2 separate regions of the Zea mays genome follow, and region 2 is linked to region 1. A link is a contact called in public Hi-C data. All regions are on one chromosome and are shown on one strand. Each heading gives the region's core, a stretch centred on a gene start, on an enhancer-like site or on the middle of the called end of the contact. The rest is flanking DNA. Distances are from core to core; before and after follow the strand shown. Region 1 holds the start of LOC100284190 (dihydroflavonol-4-reductase). Region 2 holds the start of LOC103632940 (cinnamoyl-CoA reductase 2).

Region 1 (4,639 bases), core at 1,278-3,777:
GGCTTTTATAATTTTGGGCCACCCAAAATAAGGCCGGCTTGTTTAACAATTATGGGCCAGGCCGTGGCCGGCCCGAAATTCAAACAATACAGACCTTTTCGGACTTGAGCCGGGCCGAGCCGGACGGCCCGAATGTACACCTATAGCCTGTACAGTGCGTCTCCCGTGGGGGAGTATGGTTTACCTTCGATTAGCCATGTGTTATGTCTATGGGGTCCATGCACATGAATGTAATTTTACACGAATATGTACGTCATGTCGCTACTATAAATAGAGGTACAGTGCCATACATAGGGGGACACGTGAGATACCCGCTCTTGCTACGGAGCCAATCTACATCCAAAATTACATAGTGCTCATATCTTCAAACCATTAACATTAAAAACAAAGGTACTTTTGTAATTAGATGTAAAAAGAGGTAATAACCAAAGGATGAAGATTATATTATTTCATTCGCTTGTAAATGGTACAGATGTTATCTGTTCATTCTCGAATTCGATTTGTCTAAGAGAGCTGAGATTTGATCCATATTTGAGTCCGAGTATTTAGCATCCGATTCGTATAGTAATGTTATCCGTATCTGTATTCTTAAAGTTAGATATTTAACATGTAAATATCCATTCAAATCTTATCCGACACAACCTAATAATATCCGTATCCAATTCGAATCCGAAAAAAAATATGGAAACAAATATAGAACTAGTAATATTCGTCCTTATCTGATTTGATTACACCCCTACTTGTTGTTATGTTTCCATACCTGTCAACTTTTCTAACCTTCTCCATATGATTCACCTTTTTATTATAAGTAAACAAAAAAAGAACGAAAAAACACATTACCTTAATTGTGTTGTCCTATTATAGTGCTACTTAGAAACTCAAACAGGTGACCAACATTATTTTAATGCCTTCTTCACGTGACATGTTTATTTAGTTCTATAAAAGCTTTTATACATGCTCAGTCCATCATCGCTTCTTGAGAGGGGCATCTATTCATTGCAATATTCTAGTTTTGCAGGTTGAGTGTCACAATTATTCCAACGTCACATCAGAATGGTTGGAACTCGGCGATGGTATTTTTATTATTTGTTAGCACTTGATAATTGTTTGATTGTTACTGTTATATTATTCTCTTAAAAATATTACTCTATAATTTATTTGAGATTTCAAATATATTTTAGAAATTTATAATGGTCTCTAGCGTATGATAGGCTGGCGCCAGCATGTCCAAGCCTAATGTTTGGCACACAATCATGTTTGATGATATTGTTTGAAGTAAGTTAGGTCCAACCAGCAGCGTAACGGTTGAGAGACACATGAGGATATAATAACCCATAAAAAATAAATTTAATATCAAAATGAACATATAGTCATTGTCAAATATGTGTTCTAATCACACACTAATAATATTGATATTCAATGGAGAGAATGGTTGATTACAAGTAAGGGTTTGTTTGGTTGCTTTAGTTGAGTGACTAAAAATATCCACAACACATTAAATGACTTATAATAAGACCAAAACGCCCTTGTCATTTTCCTGCTATTAGTGCAACTAAAATAAATGAGGGAAAATATGGAATTAATATGGTTTAATCCCTTTTAGTCATCTTTTGAGGGACTATGGACTAAATCTGTTTAGTCCTGTTTTAGTCCCACCATTTGACAATTTATGGACTAAATGAGACTAAAATGAAGAGACTAATATTTAGTTCATGTAACCAAACAAGACCTAAATGTCTAGTTTATTACGTAATTTATATGAAATAAAATGCACCTTTCACTCAGTTTCGTATGGAAGTTGTCATCGATCTCTTTTATCAAAAGAGATGGCAAAAATATCACTTAGTTTATAACAGAATTAGCCTTGTCTTATGGAAAAAATGAGCCCAAATGCGACATCTTCACAATTTGTTGGTGGTCATCGAGAAACTTGTAACTAGAGCAGCACCACAACAAGTGCATTTCATTTGATCTATGTCTAACTAATTCATATGCATAATGTTAAGTTATTTTTAATTATTTTTAGAAGCCAGACTTTTGTCGAGACCATGTTTATTAATCGATTTTGAAAACAGATCTTGGAATGTCTATATCTATTAATCAATTAATATAGGCCACGCAAACGGACACACTTAATTGAGTGACATCCGTCTAAGCAATTTTGGATTTTAATAGATTGGATAATATACAATATTTCAGCCTCCAATCTTCACATTGAATATGTAGTGGTTGTTTGGTTTTCTGGCTAAGGCGTCATAATTTGTCTAATTTTTATGTATAAGATTAGTTATTCGAGCGACTAACCCTAGTCAAATTAAACCAAACAGCCCCGTCATCTTCATGTAATTAAAAAACCATCTAAAGCCCTTTTAACTCAACGTGACTTAGACACTTTTTTTATTGTTAACACTTAATAATTGTTAATAGTTGTATGTTTGATTCTTGTCCGGCTCCGCCGCTACTACTTGCCATGCGACAAACGTGCTCAGAACTCGCTGCGGACGCTAGCGATCGTCTATCGATATAAGACGAGCAGCTTAGCAGTGGCTGTGACACGGGAAAGGAGTACGGAGTACCGGAGACATCGTCAACGCCATGGCCGGAGGAGGTGCAACGGTGTGCGTGACCGGAGCCGGCGGGTTCATCGCCTCGTGGGTAGTGAAGCTCCTGCTCTCCCGCGGGTACACCGTGCACGGCACCGTCCGCCACCTCAGTGCGCAACCTGGCATCCACCCTTCCTCTCCTTCCCTGTCCTGTTGGACGTACTGGTTTCGCTTGCATATTCAGGACGACACGGCATTTCAGGTGACGAGAAGACAGGCCACCTGAAGCGCCTGGAGAATGCTGCCGGAAACCTTAGGATCTTCAAGGCTGACCTGCTGGACTACGACGCCATGGCAGCTGCGGTCGTCGGGTGCCAGGGGGTTTTCCATGTGGCCACTCCTGTGCCTTCGGAGGACCTGACTGACCCAGAGGCAAGTTCTGTTTGTTTCCCGCTTTCGTTGAATCTGATGTTCTCTCTTAATTCAGAAACAATATAATGTGCAGCTACAAATGCTGGGTCCTGCTGTTACCGGCACCACGAATGTGCTCAAAGCTGCCTCCAGCGCGAACGTCCAGCGAGTGGTGGTGGTGTCGTCCATGGTTGCCGTCGAGATCAGCCCCAAAGATTGGCCTGAAGGTAAGGTCCGAGATGAGAGGTGCTGGTCAGACCGAGAGTTCTGCAGGAGCATTGAGGTAAACTTTACTAGTAACTTCTGCATGTTGCGTACGTAGTTTTAGAGGACGCACGGCCAAGATCTGTTATTTTGGACGATTATTGCAAGATCTGCTTAGCCGGTTTGTGTACTCCAGAGCTGGTACCCGGTGGCTAAGATCATCTCAGAGGAGGCGGCGCTGGCGTACGGGCAGCAAACCGGGCTCGACGTGGTGACTATCAATCCAGGGTTGGTGTTCGGCCCCATGCTGCAGCCGACGGTCAACACGACCATCCAGTTCCTCATCTACTTCCTCAAAGGTTGGCACTTGACATGTACTAGCTATCTGTCTCCCGATCCATTCATAGCTAGCTCACGACATCCACGCCGGCCGATGCATGCATGCAGGAGGCCCCGACCCGGTGAAGAACAAGCTCTGGCATATCGTCGACGTCCGTGATGTGGCCGACGCCATGCTGCTGCTCTACGAGGTGCCTGAAGCGACCGGCAGACACATCTGCGCGCCTCATGTTATCAGTGCCCGCGACCTGCTGGATCTGCTGAAGAGCATGTACCCTGACTACCCTTGCATTGCCAAGTAAAAGATCTCGCTTCTACTATTCTATACAGTAAGATGAAAAGATTACAAAAAAGGTAACTCTCCCATTTTTGCTAAATGTTGCATCTGGTGGCTAATTGAATGGCAGCGAGAGCATACTTGACAGAGACCACCCAGCGCCGATGACCTCTGACAAGCTGAAGAAGATCGGGTGGAGCTGCCGACCGCTGGAGGAGACGATCGTGGACACCGTCGAGTGCTGCCTGCGGGCTGGATTTCTGGACCATGTGGGTGGGGAGACTTCCTGTCGCTTCCCTCCTCTTTTAAACCAGATCTAGCCTCGGCGAAAGCATGAATTGTGATTGCCTATGCTCTTGCTTATGTTACCGTGGACGACGAGCGTCAGCTTTTAAATAAACGTTGTTGCATGCTGTTGTATTCCTTATATTACTGTGGACAAGCATCGATCAGAGCTTTTAAATAAATGTCATTCCATGTGTTGTATTCGGTGGTGGTGCTCACGTGAATGTGATCTCGAACTAATTCTAAGATTAATTAAGACTTACTCACTCCGTTCTTTTTTATTTGTCGCGCTTTAGTTCAAAAATAAATTAGCGGACAACAAATATTCTCGAGAATGGAAGTAGTATTTTTTTATCTATTTATCAGTAAAAGAGTGATATGTGGTAACTCTTAGATCTTTAAAGGTCTGAGTGGTTGACTGTATGGTTGAGTCTCACTCGTATCGAGTGAGATTGGTTGTGGCCGGCCTGGTTGTCTCATATTTGGTTATCTCCATGTGTTCAGCTTGGCCCGTTAGAGATGTTGTTTGATTCCTTACATTAATAGTACTAGACGGTTGGCTGTACGTTGCGATGGCTCA
Region 2 (4,639 bases), core at 574-3,073, 250 kb after region 1:
CCGGCCCAAGTAACGATGCTCTATGCTGGCCTGGGTAACGGTGTAAGCAGGCCTAAGTTTGAGTTGACCCAATAAACGGGCATGGGCCAAGGTGCGGAAGGTTTTCTCAACCGGGATCCCTTTTTAATGCGTGGGGCTATTTCTTGCCACCGGTGAAGTTTATTTTGAATATGTACCTCAATACAGATTCATCAAGTGAACAAACTTTATCTGGAAATGACGTTCAAACGAGTAACATAGCTTTCACTATTCTCTATTACTACCAATCTAGTGGCTCCGATCCCTTCTACAACCCATTAACCACGTCGAAGTTGGGAACTAGTCACTGAATGCTAACAAGTACTCCCTCTGTTTTAGGCCCTTTGTTGTCCATATTCAAATTGATAACAATGAACCTAGAACGAATACTATTTTGGGTACAGTCGAAGGCAATAAGTAAAATTACCATGCGAGTAATTATCCAACCAGTGGATATTTGAAACTAGCAGGAATATATAAAAGCCACCTTTTATAATGTAGACGAGGAGTTCGCTGCTGGCATTGATCAGCGGCTGCAGGAGTGGGCCTAAAACGATACAAGGGCAGACCGTGACAACAATCAGCCCGTTCTTCTCTCCATACTCCACTGCAGTTTCTTCAGCAATCGTCTTGGCAGCACAGTACCAGTTCTGCAAGAACAGCTAGTTAGGCCTAACATAGTCCTCCCTGGCAGCATCAGTTGGAAACAAGAACTGGTAATGAATGGTAAAAAAGCTAGGTGAAGTCATATTAACAGCCAGAAGAATTGACGGGACTGGAATTGCATCGCTAACCTCGTTCTTAATGCATAAATCTCTGTCTGACCAGCAACTCTCGTCTTTGGTTCTACCTTGGGGCCAGCTCGGGTTAAAGTAAACGGCAGCCGTGGACGAAACCACGACAACTTTCTGAACGTTGTTTGCCGAGCAGGCCTGGAGGACGTTCAGAGTGCCCTTGACAGCAGGAGACAGCACCTCGGACTGCATGGGTTTGTTTCACTCGGCATATGGTTAAGCAGCAAAAACGTCCATAAAACTATTGAGCAATAGATTTAAGAGGAGAGCAGTAGCTAGGTGCCAATGTCAATCCGACGATTATCCGAGGAGATTGGACCGGGACTTGCCTCGGGATCGAGGACTTTGTCCGCGGGCACAGGGGAGGCGACGTGGAAGACGCCCTCGCACGCGACGACCGCGGTCGCCAGGGCGTCGCGGTCGAGCACGTCGGCCTTGAACAGGCGCAACCTCTCCCGGGCCCCGTCCAGCTGTTGCAGGTGGGCGTTCTTGGGATCACCTTGAAGCAGAGAGCCGGCCGACATGCATGAGTCCCCCGGCCCCAACTCCCAGCGCGTGTTCACGCAGACGCAAACGCAGAAGCAGCTGGAGAGCGGCATGGGGTGTGCATGCTTGTTACTTACTTGGGTCGCGGACAGTGGCGTGCACGGCGTAGCCGCGGGAGAGCAGGAGCTTGACGAGCCATGAGGCGACGTACCCGCCGCCACCGGTTACGCATACGCGTGGTGGCGGCGGCGACGCCATCCCGCTGCAGTGCAGGGCCTCACTGAAGCTTCCTCCTCCGGTCCTCCTCTTCGTCCGTATATACCCGCCACGGCTTGTCCGTATATTGCCAGTTGCCACTTGCTTGCAACCCAGCACCAGCAGCATAGTATATAGTATATACACAAGACGGAAATCGACAAGAAGAAGAACACGCAGAAAGAGCCGGCCGCGAAGGATGCAAACGACCAAAAATGCACATTCAACTCTGCAGGTCAGCTGAAAGTCGTCGCACGCTCCCCTTTTCGTGTGTTTGGAGTTTGGACATCTTCTGAGCTGAGGGTTGTTTTGTTTTCACAGGGTTGGGTCATCAAAAGAGAGAATTTTTTTTTCCGTAAATGCAGGTTCATCCTATTCCACTGAAATGAATAAACCATCCAACAGACTTTTCGCCGACGATTGAATCTTCGACGAGGATTAATCGATCACGTACTCTCAAGAACACGATCAATACCCTGTAATTTTTCTCTTTGTATTAGTTACCTACTTATATACATCTTGGGTATTCTGGAAGACTGCGATTCACGTACACGGTTCAGAAGTCAGAACAACACCAACACGGTGTCAATTGGAAGAGATCACGGGTAAATATAAGCTCTATAGTGGCGGTCGTAAACCTATTTACAGTGACGTTTTTCGTAACCGCCAGTGTTAGAGGCTAGTAGAAATCACCATTTTTACAGGCGGGTAACTGAGAACCGCCAGTAAAAATCGATTTTCACTGGCGGTCGGCGTAATAAAACCGCCAGTGAAAATCGTTTCCAGGAAACATAAAACAGATTCTAAAAATAACAAAAAAATATTTTTATTAGGAGACTTCGCGGCACACCCCTGTCCATCTCCAACTCTCCATTTAAGTCGTAAGTCGTGGAATTTTTCGTGCACTACACACGGTTGCTACTTGCTAGGAATCGAACCTCTGCCCTCAGCCTCACGCGTACCCTCCTCTACCACTCCGATTATGGCATGATTTGTGTCTAGTGTGTAGTTTTGTTGCCCACATATTACAATCAACTGAGTGTAAATTGCTTGTTTGAGACCATAAACAAATTCAAATAAAATAGTTGTCAACTACAAAGTTGAATAATTTTTAAAGTTCTAAAACTTTCATTTTGACACTTTTTTCATCCGAAGTCGTTTGCAAAATTTGAATTTTAAATTTGACAAATTTAGATACAATTTTTGAGAGCCAAAATGATTTCAAATTAAAAAGTTATCAACTACAAAGTTTTATAATTTTTAGAGATCTACAACTTTTATTTTGATGGTTTCATCATACGAGGTCGTTTGAAAAACTCAAAAAATTAAGGATAAAAATGATTTTTAGTGACAGTTCCTTAAGAAAACCGCCACTATAAATCATATATTTCTGCAGACGGTTTTTATAAGGAACCGCCTCTAGAAATACGATTTCTAGTGGCGGTTTTCTTAAGAAACCGCTACTAAAAATAGTATAAACGATTGATAATCGAATCCGTCTATAAAAATATACCGTATCGCAGGCTTTGAGTCTTTTTCTACTGGTGGATTGGACCGGAACTTTCCTCACGATTGAGGACCTTATCTACGGGCACAGGACACAGGAGAGGCGACCCCTCGTACCCGGCGACCGCGGCCGCCAGGGCGTCGGGATCGGGCATGTCGGCCTTGAACAGGAGCAACCTCTCTCCAAGTCCAAGGCCCTGTCCACAGCTGCCGGAGGTGGGCGTTCTTGGGACCACCTGAAAGCAGAGAGCCAGCCATCATGCGTGAGTCCCCAGTTCCGCTTGCGAGTTGCCACTTGGAGGATTGTCCCAATCCAACACCAAAATACAAGACGCAAATGGACAAGAAGAACACACCGAATGAACCGGCCGGGAAGGAGACAAACGTGCAGGGAACCTCTTTCTTCTGCAAGATTCCGTTTTTGTAACCATCAATCAAGGTTTGCAAGGTATGGTGGCCGATTAAACTAAGCAAATGTGCCATTGATTTTTTTTTTGGTAAAGTCTGGTAGGTGCTCTACCGATTCATCAAAGTGTTGAGGAATATAATGTTCATAACAGGAACTAGAAAAACATAAGGGTTACAACTTACAACAAATAAGCTGGGACAAGCCGCCTAAAGTTTTAAGAGGTGTACTCCTGTGGTCATGCGCTCCAGCATTAGGCTGTCTCCAGCAACGTTCCCTAAATTTCGTCCCCTAAAGGAATATTCCCTGTACTTTACAGAACACTCTAAAAGATTCTGTCCCCTATATATTCTGTGTCTCCAGCAACGTCCCCTAAATTCGGTCCCCTAAAGCTACAGTGTTAACAGAATTCCTTTTTCCATTTCTTTTTTTGTTTTCTTTGATTTGTACCCATTTCATCAAATTGTAAGGCTGATAAAAATAATGTATTCAATATTTTTACAAATAATAATATAAAAAATGGTTCATTCATACTTTCGAATTGTAACAAAAAATAACATTCCATTTTTTGATTTCTGTAATTGTTGTTCAAAAACGTGTCACGGTATTTAAATTGTACGGAAAATTGTTTAGAAAATGTCATGCTTCCACCGTAAGCCACGACACTTATTGAAGAAGCCATCGACTAGCTTCGGCTGCACGACAAGAGTATGGCTTCTCTCCGAAGCGTATCCCTTCTATAAATACTCACTACCTCAACACTTCACTCACACTTCGCATACACTGCTCCACAACAATGAACCCGTTCATAGATTCCAATATTTTTGTTCGCATGGCGCAAGACATGGAAGATGAATACCATGACCTCGAGGTTGCGACGTACCAACATCGTAGGCGTCGTGCACTTAACGAGCGTCGGTATGCTGGTTCCATTCCCGGGCGTGTTCGCATCCATCGTGACCATATCAGCTGTGATGCAAGAATCCGAGCCGACTACTTTTGCGCGCAACCGGTGTACACAGATGCACAATTTCGGAGGAGGTATGTTTTTTGTTACGCACATCTATTCACGTCCATAGTACGTACTTCACACTTGTACTGAAATATAGGTTTATCCAATATAGGTTTCGCATGCGTCGTCATGTGTTCGAGCGGCTCGTTCTTGCGGTGCAAC

The links. A called contact is a pair of places that touch in the nucleus more often than the background predicts.
Region 2: a Hi-C map of ear shows a contact between it and region 1, with 3 times the contacts expected there. The contact joins the promoter of LOC103632940 here to the promoter of LOC100284190 in region 1. A contact is called at or near these places in 3 of 25 Hi-C or Micro-C datasets (ear and tassel).

Annotation. Positions count from the first base shown.
Region 1 is chr7:139,003,616-139,008,254 of Zm-B73-REFERENCE-NAM-5.0, forward strand. It overlaps LOC100284190 (dihydroflavonol-4-reductase), which reads left to right and starts at 2,528. Exons shown (of 6, transcript NM_001157086.2): 1 at 2,528-2,713; 2 at 2,806-2,975; 3 at 3,049-3,237; 4 at 3,355-3,517; 5 at 3,606-3,795; 6 at 3,905-4,342. The coding sequence starts at 2,596. The coding sequence ends at 4,094.
Region 2 is chr7:139,257,557-139,262,195 of Zm-B73-REFERENCE-NAM-5.0, forward strand. It overlaps LOC103632940 (cinnamoyl-CoA reductase 2), which reads right to left and starts at 1,824. Exons shown (of 6, transcript XM_008654648.3): 1 at 1,436-1,824; 2 at 1,142-1,311; 3 at 813-998; 4 at 506-668. The coding sequence starts at 1,682.